Linked DNA regions of Gossypium hirsutum: region 2 is linked to region 1. A link is a contact called in public Hi-C data. All regions are on one chromosome and are shown on one strand. Each heading gives the region's core, a stretch centred on a gene start, on an enhancer-like site or on the middle of the called end of the contact. The rest is flanking DNA. Distances are from core to core; before and after follow the strand shown. Region 1 has its middle 17 kb from the start of LOC107948686. Region 2 has its middle 7.6 kb from the start of LOC121228678.

What was found. Hi-C and Micro-C count contacts between places; a contact is called where the count stands out from the background.
Region 2: a Hi-C map of leaf shows a contact between it and region 1, with 2.6 times the contacts expected there. The contact joins two enhancer-like sites. A contact is called at or near these places in 5 of 34 Hi-C or Micro-C datasets (callus, leaf and petal).

What each region holds. Positions count from the first base shown.
Region 1 is chrA04:8,898,995-8,904,663 of Gossypium_hirsutum_v2.1, forward strand. No RefSeq gene overlaps it. Among protein-coding and RNA genes, the nearest start is that of LOC107948686, 17 kb to the left of the region's middle. Within about 2 kb of position 3,602, at least 9 of the 9 cell types and tissues checked have an H3K27ac peak or open chromatin away from gene starts, as enhancers often do. A contact at or near this core is called in leaf, where this site is marked.
Region 2 is chrA04:9,138,640-9,144,308 of Gossypium_hirsutum_v2.1, forward strand. No RefSeq gene overlaps it. Among protein-coding and RNA genes, the nearest start is that of LOC121228678, 7.6 kb to the right of the region's middle. Within about 2 kb of position 2,327, at least 9 of the 9 cell types and tissues checked have an H3K27ac peak or open chromatin away from gene starts, as enhancers often do. A contact at or near this core is called in leaf, where this site is marked.

The DNA.
Region 1 (5,669 bases), core at 2,352-4,851:
AAATTCACCTAACACTTATTTTTTATATATGAATATATATATTCTTTGAATTATCATGATAATTTTTACCCTTTTTTTTATATAAAATCGTTGTTTTAAAGCTTTTCATATTATATGGTTTTAAGGATTTTGTATGATATATCACTTAAATGTTCTTATATACTAGTATACATATGTAGTTCATGATAAAGTTAGTTTTTATTTTATATATTATTAACCCTATGTTACTATACATACATAATTTCTTTTAAATCTATTTATATATATTTTAAAACCTTATGTATATAAAATATATTTTATCATACATTTTTTTTGTTATTTAAAAACCTTTCATATTTTATATATTCTTTAAATTTTTTTATTATCTGTGCATGGCCAACTTTAAGTATATATTTCATTCTAAAAATATTTTGTACATTATTTGACTCAAATTCCCTTTTTTATAAGGTTTATTTTAATAATAAGTTATGTATATACTTAGTTTTATATATATATATAAATTATTTCAAGTTCTGCATGTGTTATTCGCTTATAATTTTTTATATATAGTTTTTATATCGTTTCGCCTCGTATTAGTTCTTAGAGTTTATATCATTCGGTATATTATGTGGGGTTTTTGGTTTGCATATTGTTAATATTTTATAGTTTTATATTGCGTGTTAGTCTTTTGTGTTGCTCTTTTATCTATGCATGGAAGCTTATTATAATCTTTATGCTTATTTGTTTCTTTAATTAACTATATTACTAGTTTTCATTGTTTGAATTGTAAATGTTTGGATGTGAGCTTAATGTTACTTTGTATATGGTAATTTGCTTTGCTTTATTTATTTTTTCACTATTTCCATTCATTAATAGAGTCCGTTATCCATGTATTTATTCTATACTAGAAACTTTGCCCTTTCGTTCACAAGTATTGCATTATAATTTTCAACTTATTATTCAAAAAATTAATTTTTCCATTTTATTTTAAATCAAATTAATGTGTTTTAAGCTGGTTTTATAATTATTCATTTGAAAATTCCTTAAAACGAAGGCAATGTTTGATGTTTGGAAATTCAGGAAATCGTGCCTTATCATGTTGGGTTTTGATTTCCCGTTTGTCCAAAATAATCAAATATTCCTTTAGAATTTCACTCGTGTTTTTCAAATTCTGAGACAATGCAATGTTCAATGTTTGGAAATTCGGGAATCGTGCCCTATCGTGCTGGGTTTCGATTTCTGGTTTGTTCAAAATAATTGAATATTCCTTCAGAATTTCACTCGTGTTTTACAAATTATAAAGCAAGGTAATATTCAATGTTTGGAAGTTTCAGGAATCGTGCTCTACTGTGTTAGGTTTCAGTTTTTCGTTGGACTAAATAATTGGGCATCATTTTGTAATTTTCAACATATAAACTTTTGGAAGTAAAAAATTTATCGTGTTTTCGAGGGTATAAAGGATCGTGTCTTATCGTGCTGGATGTGATGCTGTATACCTTTGAAACGAGAGAATTCGGACGACCAACTTAAGCCATTCAAATGTTTTAAAAGGAACCATATTTCAAAAATAGCTTTAAATCTTAGACATAAGGACAGTACTTAATCAATTTGGTACCAATTTTGGGCGTAGTGAGGGTGCTAATCCTTCGTCATACGTAACCGACTCCCGAACCCGTTTACTCAAATTTCGTAGGCCAAAATTGATTTAAATGGAATAAAATATTTTATTAAGGTGATCCAATCACACCAAAACAAAAGATTGGTGGCGACTCCACATTTGGGTTTCAAAACGTTTGTCGAAACCCTTTTTTTTATTTTGAAAGCAAAGGGGATCGACTTTTGAAAACAAAAATGTGGAGCCGCCACCAATCTCTTGATTTAGGTGCGATTGGACCACCTATTAAAACGCTTTGTTCAATGAAAAATAAATTTGGTTTAGTTAAAAAAAGGGGTTTGGGAGTCGGTTACGCATGAGGAAGGGTTAGCACCCTCATTACGCCTAAAAATTGGTACCCAATTGATTTGATACTGTCCTCATATCAAAAGTTTTAAAAGAAAAGATTTTCCGAAGTATGATTCTTTTAAAATGTTTGAATAGCTCAAATTAGCAGTAAAAAATCTCTTGTTTCAAAGATATGCGGTTTCATACCTAGTACGATTGGATACGATCCCTTATAAGTTTAAGATGCGATTGATTTTCAACTTTGGAAAACTCATACATTAAATTATAAAAGATTATCCAAATATTTGGTTCACCGGAAAAGTCATACCCAGTACGATTGAGCACGATTTTCCGAATTTCCTAAATATTAGATATTGCCTTATTTCAGAATTTTTGAACAATAAGGAAAATTGAGAATTTGCTCAAAACGCTTTTATTTTTCTTGAAATAACAACGAAACAACTAATATCAATCAAAATATTGAAGTTTGAATCACGATACAACAATATAGGAAAAAAAAAATCAAAGTTACAAACATGGATTACTATACGAAATATTATACAAGTAAACAAAAAGAACAAATTAACATACACACAATAGCAATGAGCTCGCATCCAAGAAACTAATTAGAAAGAAATATAACAAGTTTCGGACATAGATGGACAAAAACTTAAATAATAGTGCAAAAAGCTAATAATCAATATAAAACGATAATACATGAAACAATATGAAAACTAAAGCAACACATAGCATACAAAACAATTTGAAAATAATTTGAAAACTATTAAATATATGAAAATTTACAAAATGAACAACACATGATTGGATTTGAAATAATGTACATATATAAAAATAAAACTAAGATTATGTAAATGAGTATTTAAATATATATTGTGAAAGAAGAAATTTGGAGCCAATAACATAAAAAAAATTAATCTAATTAAAGGTGATAATATACATGCCATAATAGAAAAAATCAATGTATACAATATATAATGGAAATATAATAAAATAAAGGATAAACAATATACATGAAAAAAAATAACAAACCAATCTATAACAAAGCAATATATACATGTAAGGATCTTTAATAACAAAGAAATAATAAAATATGTCTTCTAAAGAATAAGCTATATACATAATAAACAGATTTAAAAGCAATTATATAAAATAACATGGAATTAATCAATGTATATAAAATAAAACCAATTTTAATATAAATTATATATATTAACAATATATATAAGGGTAGTTAAATTAAATATTATACAAAATTTTGAAATAATATAATATATAAAAGGTGATTTTAAAATAATAATTTTGTAATAAAAACAAAATAATTTATCAAGATAATTTAAAATGTATAAAAATAAGAGATAAAAAAATGAATTATACAAATTAAAATGGAAAAAAAACTTAATTGAAATAAAAATCAAACTAGAGGGATAATTAATAAAATAAAAAACTATTGAAATTAAAATAATGACTGAAGCTCAATGCGCGCGAACGTCCAAGGATCAAAACTGAAAATATTCCAGATCCCAAAACATGGCGTTTAGGCGCAGATTAAATTGCAAAGACGCGCAAATTCTATGCCAAATTTGAAATGAAGTAAAGTGGAAATAAGGTTCAATTTAAAGGTCTGCGCGAAAACGAACTAGTCGCGCAATTTGACCATTCGAAGTAAAAGGGCGCGGATCTGGGCCACAAAACGGGTCGGCGTGCGGATCTTCTTCCTCCAGACGGTACCGTTTCATGTTCTGCACAAAATAAGGTAAAAACCTTAAAACTAATAAAAACAAATCAAAATAAAACAAAACCTAAGGTCTATCCCTTATTCATTCGACCGGAAGCTTCACAACCGCCATTTCATCTCCATATTCAACAGACGACGTCAGACGAAAGCTTAATCTGGCCCTATTTGACCGCAAATCCATGAGTTTTTCTAGGCTTTAACTTCAATCCTCATCTAGGCTTCGATTACCACGAAGCAAACAAGGATTTTGAAGCTTCCAAAAAAAAGTTAAGTCTCTCCCCTTTACTTATTTTTTTTGCTTTCATATGTAGTAACAAAGCTTTAAAAAAAATAGGAGCTGAATCCAAAAGAAAATAAAATCTAAATCACCTTTTGAAAAACTGCTCTTGAGATGATTTCTTATTCAAACTTTTCTAGATTTGTACTCATAAAATATGCGTGTGTATTTTCTGAAAAAAACTGATCCTCTTTATAGCTGATTCTCTGGCTTTTTTAGCCGAATCAAGAGAAATAAGAAAAAATAAATAAAAATAAAAGAAAATACAATGGCCTTGGATTTTCTGTTATGCATTTGCTGTCAATTGTTGTATATCTGCTGTGTTGTTTGCTAGTCCATTTTGCAGGTACAAAGGTCGTGGTGTTGCTGACGCGGTGGGACTGTTCATGGGAGCTATAGTAGTGGCTTCCAGAAGCTTCAATTGACTTGGGCCCTGGGAGCTTACCTCGGAGTCAAGCTGTTGGAGCTTGGAGGCTATTGCGGCACGAGGAGACTTCAGAAACCCTTAAGGTTTCTGAAAGAATTTAGACATTGGGCCTTTTGGGTTAATTTTACTTTGGACAAAGGTTTAAATTTGGGCTGTTATTTTTGGGCTTTTGTACTTAGGCTAATTGATCTAGACTTATTTAGGTTTTAAATTAACTCAGGCTCTTTGGGGTTTATTAAGCTATAAATGTAAATGGACTGGAACTATTAAAACATTTGGTTTTATTTATTTTATTTTTTTGGTTTTTGTGTGGACCCAGGCACAAATTGGGTCTTACAAAGTTGATCCCCGTTGTTTTCAAAAATCAAAATAAAAAAATAGTTTCAACAGCTTGGTGACTCCACTGAGGACCCAACAAGAGAGTCAAGCCATAAAATTGATTATTTGTTGTCCTTTTGTCAAAATATTGAAACTTTGTTTTGAAAATCATGATTGCATTTGTTTGTCTGATTGTTATGGTTTGGGTCTTGTAGAATAATATTGCATTGCATTGCATGACCGTTGTGGCTATACCTTTAAGTGGGAGTAAGAAAGTATGCTTTCGTAAGGTTTTCACCTCCGCATTGGCTAGTGGATTGCTTCCTGGATACATCTGTACCTATACTTTCGTGAGATTTTCATCTCTGTATGGTCATAGGGAAATGTATTCCCCTGAATCGAACTCGATCCATATGAGCCTATAATGGGTGAGGATTGAGGAATCTGCTGGTTCAGGTACCTTCTCTTTAGAACCGAACCACATATAGTGAACCTTAAGAGCTACCCTTAGGTAGAGTCATGTTAAGCATTAGTAGTGGCCCATATCTGTGTTCTGATTATTTTTGGTTTCTGTTGGTATCGTATTACTTATATTTGATACTAACTTGTGTTTTGTTTTGATTGTGTTTTGCATGACATTGCATACTAAAGGAGGTGTTAATTCATATTTGATTACTAACTTAGAAGATTTAACATGGAGAATACGGCCGACCTTGCATGGTCAGAGAAGTTACAATCTGAGAAAGAGGATAGCCTGGTAGAAGGATATACATCAGAGTTGCAGGAATTCACTTGCGTCAATGTAACACAAAATAAGTTACAAGAGTTGAGAGATATATGGGCTCATTGGGATGAGGGAACGAAACAGTTGTTCTATCAAAGCTATGGTGATATATCCTACTTGCTAAATATTAAGGTGGACAAGTATCTGTTTCGAGTTATAGTTAAATTTTGGAATTCTGCTTACAAG
Region 2 (5,669 bases), core at 1,077-3,576, 240 kb after region 1:
CCAAATTTTTCCTGAGCCCAAAATCATTCAGTCCATTTTTTTTTACAAAATGAAAACCAAACCAATCGACCCAAACAAAAATACCAAAACAATAAGCAAAATACAAACCCAAAATTAGAAGACCCCAGCCAAATTCCTAATGGCCCAATAGAGGCCCCGAACCTAAACTGAATAAAAAATAGTAGGGTTTCTGAAACCCTAGGCGAGCCGCCCCTAGCCTCTACCAAAGCCTGCCACTGCCATGTCAACACCGCCCTTGTCATGTCTCCACCGCCCTCAAGTGGCCTGCAACAGGGATTAAAATGATTAAAAACATTTGTAAATGGCTATAAAATTCACCGAAATCATATGTTATTTTTTGGACACATCAAATACAAAAACAGAGATTGAATACAAAAAAAAGAGAGAAGAACTAAAAAACAAAATAAAATCAGAAACTCGAAGAGGTGATTTTTTTATTTTTTTATATTTTCTTTCGAATATGTTTTTATATATATATATAAGGAGGAGAGGTTCGTACCTATTTTTTGATAGCCTGAAAATGGATTTTTTTTTTGCCTTCCGGCCACCGATGGCGGGTCCGATGACCAGAAATCGCAAAGGGGGTGAGGTTTTTTTAAGGTTTCTCATTTTTTTAAAAAAAGGGGTGGAATGATATTTTTTTTTCTAAAAATTTAGCCTTAAATAGGCCTCCAAAATGACGTCGTTTTAGGCAGGCCTTTTAGGTACCAAATCGTCGTCATTTTCCCCCTAGGATCCCCATGTGGACCCGACCTGCCAGTGAGGATTAACGTGTTGGGACTAATTGCACCTTTAGCCCTTCCGCTTTTTAATGTTTTTGCAATTAAGTTCTTTTTTTTTTAATTTTTACCCCATACTTTATTTCGATCACATTTTAGTTCTTATGGGAACGATGTCGTTTTGGAGGAGAAGGGAGAATTCCCCTATTAGTCCCTCCATGTTATTCACGTGTTCAGATAAGTCCTCCCCTTTCATTGTTATTTCAAATTTGCCCAAATTTCTATTTAAAAGTTTGATTTAGTCCCTTCTTTTTTGTTATTTTTCTATTCCATTATTAAATTAATTAATTAAATATTATTTTCATTATTATTATTGTATAGGCCCAAATCTGCCCAGGGCATGTACAAACATAAACTAAATAATAATAAAACCAAATTTTTTAATAGTCCCAGTCCCTTTATTACACCAGCCCTAATTGGCCCAAAATAATTACAAGGGCCCAAATTAATCCTAGCCCAATATTACACAACAGAGTAGGCCCAAATGGCCCGAGAGTTTGGCATTCACAGAAACCCTAGGGTCCCCCTCGATGCGCCGCAATAGCCTTCAGCCTCCAAGCACTGTATGACCTCCAGCACACCTCCGTATGCCCCACGCCGAGTGCCACGTACCACCACAGCTAGCCTCGTACCTCCATACATGCAAACAAACAAGAGAACGACAACAAACACGAAGGAAAATTTGTATTTTTTTATTTATTCTTTCGGATTCCGGCTATAAAGCCAAGAACTTCTTCATTGTATTTTTTTTACGCATATTGAAATACGCATATTAAATAGTAGAAAAAGAGAAATCAAAAAATTATCGAAAGGTGATTTCAAATCCTATTTCTTTTTTTTTCCCCCTTTTCTTTCGATTTGCTTGTAATTTTTTAGCATGGAAAATGAAAAGAATGCTTGAAACAACACCGATGAAAATTTTTTTTACGCATATTGAAATACGCATATTAAATAGCAGAAAAAAAGAAATCAAAAAATTATCGAAAGGTGATTTCAAATCCTATTTCTTTTTTTCCCCCCTTTTCTTTCGATTTGCTTGTAATTTTTTAGCATGGAAAATGAAAAGAATGCTTGAAACAACACCGATGAAAGCCCATATGTCTCAGAAATATGGTGACTCGGGCTAGGGTTGTTTTCTTTTGCTTTTTTGTCGGATTTCGCTTTGTTTTTTGACAGAATAGTATAGGATTTTAAGGGTTTTTTTTTTCAAAAAAAGGGAGAGAAAAAGGAGTACACTTACCGAACCTCTGTGGGTGAGGCTTTCTTTGGCAAGATCGGGTCCTGCTCGTGCACTATCGGCCATCAAATCGAATGGTGGGTTCGGCGGCTGCTAAATGAAACCCTAGCAGAATTCAACGTTCATTTCAATTAAAAGGGCTGCTATGTTAAAAGGAGAAAATAAGGGAGAAGGGTTTTAAAAGCAGATTTGAAAAACGGTGCCGTTTAAGGGCAGGGAGATCCGCGCGTCGACCCATTCCCAGACCCGGATCCATGCCTCTGCTCTTCCAATGGGAAATTTGTGCGGTTAATCCCCCCCTTTTGCGCCGCATCTCAGTTGACTCCTATTGGCATCCTATCTTTTTTTAAAATTTTCCCCAAAAGTCTGTGCGCTATTTCATTTTAGTCAGCGCTTGTGTGCTGCGTTTTGGGGGTTAGGAATATTTCCAGCTTGGATCCCTGTACATTGGAGCGCATTACACGTTGGTCCTCTTTTCGATTATTTTATTTGCAAATTATCCCTTTCGTTTTAATTTGACTTTAATTAAGTTTTTATTTTTTTTAAAGATTTATTTCAGTCATTTTTTACTCTTGTTTACTTATTTGTATATTTTGAATTACCTTGGTGATTGTACCTTTTTTTATTATTGTAAATTTGTTTTTGACATATCATTTTCACATTTTGTATTTTTTTTTATAAATGTTTTTTACACATTGTTATATATAATATTCGTAATAAAGTTAATTTTGGTCTATGTATATTATTAATGTTATGTTATTTCATACATGCTTTTGAATCTATTCGTATATTTTAACATATATTTTTGTTATTTTAATATGTTTTGTATACATGTTTTATATATTATTTAAATTATTATTATACATATACATATATATTGGTACATATGTTTGATTTATATACATCATTAAACCCATGTTATTTTATACATATAGTTTTTTTTTCTTTGTATACATAATTATGTTTTTAAAATCTATTACATATATAGTTCACGATAAAATTAATTTAATCGTATATGCATTATTAATTTCAAGCTATTTTTACAAATCATTGCTTCTAAATGTATTCTTATATATACGTTTTGTAAACCCATTTTGTGTATTTCCTAATATTATATTTTATTATGTATTTTTGCTATCCTTTCATATTTTATATATTATTAAATTTTCCCTTATTGTATGTGTTTTAACAAATGTTTTTAACACTTTGTATATTATTTGATTTAAAAATCTTCATTCTATAATACATATTTTAATGATTATATATATGTCTCTAGTTTTTTAAATTCATCAATTCATATATTATATTATGTGTTCATTAGTTCATCATTATGTTAAATATGCTTTATACTATATTGGTTTTTTTTTAATTTTCATTTTGTTTTGTAAATTTTGTATCGATTGTATTATATTAGGCTATATATCATGGTTGTATACTTTTTTTTCGTTTTATTGTTATCTCAATTGTTCTCCATACATGCTTAGAAAATTGGTTTCATTTTGGTTAGATTAATTATATTCGATTGTTTGGTTTGATTGATTAAATAAGGTTATATTATCTTCATTCATCAATTGTTGTATTTTATGCATGCATGTTATCCCATGTTTTCATTTTTTTCCTCTTGGTTTACAAATGTCGCTTTATAGTGTCCAACTCTTTAAAACTAATTATTCCATTTTATTTCAAGTCAAATTAATGTGTTTTTGAGCTAGTTCTATGATTGTTTATTTGAAAATTTACTAAAACAAAGGTAATGATTAATGTTTGGGAACTCGAGGAATTGTGTCCTACCGTGCTGGGTTTCAATTTTCCGTTTGTCCAAAATAATCAAATATTCCTTTGAAATTTCATCTGTATTTTCTAAATTCTAAAACAAGGCAATATTCAATGTTTGGAAATTCGAGAAATCGTGTCCTACCGTGCTGGGCTTTGGTTTTTCGTTGGACCAAATAAGCGAATATCCTTTTGTAATTTTCAAGTGTATGGGCTTTTAGAAATAGGAATTGGTCGTAGTTTCGAGGGTTTAAAGGATCGTGTCCTAACGTGTCGGATATGATACTGTATTCCTTTGAAACAAGTGAATCTTGACGTCCAATTTGACTCATTCAAGTGTTTTAAAAGAAATTGTATTTCAAAATATTTTTTTAGACATAAGGACATTATTTAATCAATTCGGTACCAATTTTGGGCGTAGCGAGGATGCTAATCCTTCCTCGTACGTAACCGGCTCCCGAACTCGTTTTCTCAAATTTCGTAGGCCAAAATTGATTTAAATGGAATAAAATATTTTATTAAGGTGATCCAATCACACCAAAACAAAATATTGGTAGCGACTCCACATTTGGTTTTAAAAGTCTATTACCGTTGTTTTCAAAATAGAAAAAATGGTTTCAACAATTATGTTTATATTTTCTTGTCATTATTATCATATTATCAAATTAATTAGTTTTGCATTATTATTATTATTATTATATTTCTTTTATATTTATTTACCTAAATTGTTTTATATACATTTATTTTACTTTACCATTTATTTTTTTATATCCTTTTATATAATTTTAAAACCTTAGATTTTTATTATTATATTATTACTATTAATGTCATCATCATTATCATTAATATTATTATTTTTAAATTGTTTTATACAATATTATTTTATGTAATGTTAGATCTTTAGCTTCAAATTTTTAGTTTGTTATTCTTATTATTTGTCATTTTATTTCTGGCTTGTATATTTTATTTTATTTCTGTTCCTCATATTGTCATTTACATTAACATACCTATTGTCGAAACCATCTTTTTTTTAAAAAAATGGTCGACTTTTTATTTGAAAACAAAAAGGGGAGTCGCCACCAATCCTTTTTGATAAGGTGTGATTGGGTCACCTTGTAAAATGGTTGTTTTCAATAAACCGTTTTGATTTATTAAAACAATGCTTTTGGTCTACGAAATTCAAAAAGACGGGTTTGGGAGTCAGTTATGCACGAGGAAGGATTAGCACCCTCATAACGCGCAAAATTGGTTCCTAGTTGATTAATTAATGTCTTAGTGTCAAGAATTGAAGATTTTAAAAGATTTTAAAAATACAATCCTTTTTTATTCATGTTGATTTAAAAGAAATGCTTGAATAAATTGAAACGAGCGTTAAAGGCCTTCTTGTCTCTAGATAACAAAATGTCACATCCCGTAAGTTAGGACACGACATTTGAACCCTCAAAAATAAGCTTGCCTTTTAATTTCTTTATTTTAAAAGTTGTACTTTGATCTTTAAAAGGATATTCGGTTGTTTAGACCTAACAAGGAGAATTAAAACCCCGTAAGTTAGGGCACGACTTTCTAGAGTTTCTAAATATGGAGTATTACCTTTAGTTTTATTTCAAATTCGGATATTTAAAATTTAAAAGGATATTTGACTATTTAGGTTCGACGAGAAAATCAAAACCCCGTAAGTTATGGCACGATTTCTTGAATCTCTAAAATGCGAAACATTGCCTATTTCAGAATTTTCCCTTTTTTTACAAATTTGAGTAAAAATTAATGTAACGTTTAAAATGATATGTTTAGTTTAATCAAATGTTGTACAAAAGGCGGTTAAAACGTAAGAAAAACGTTGGGTTCAATGAATAATGATA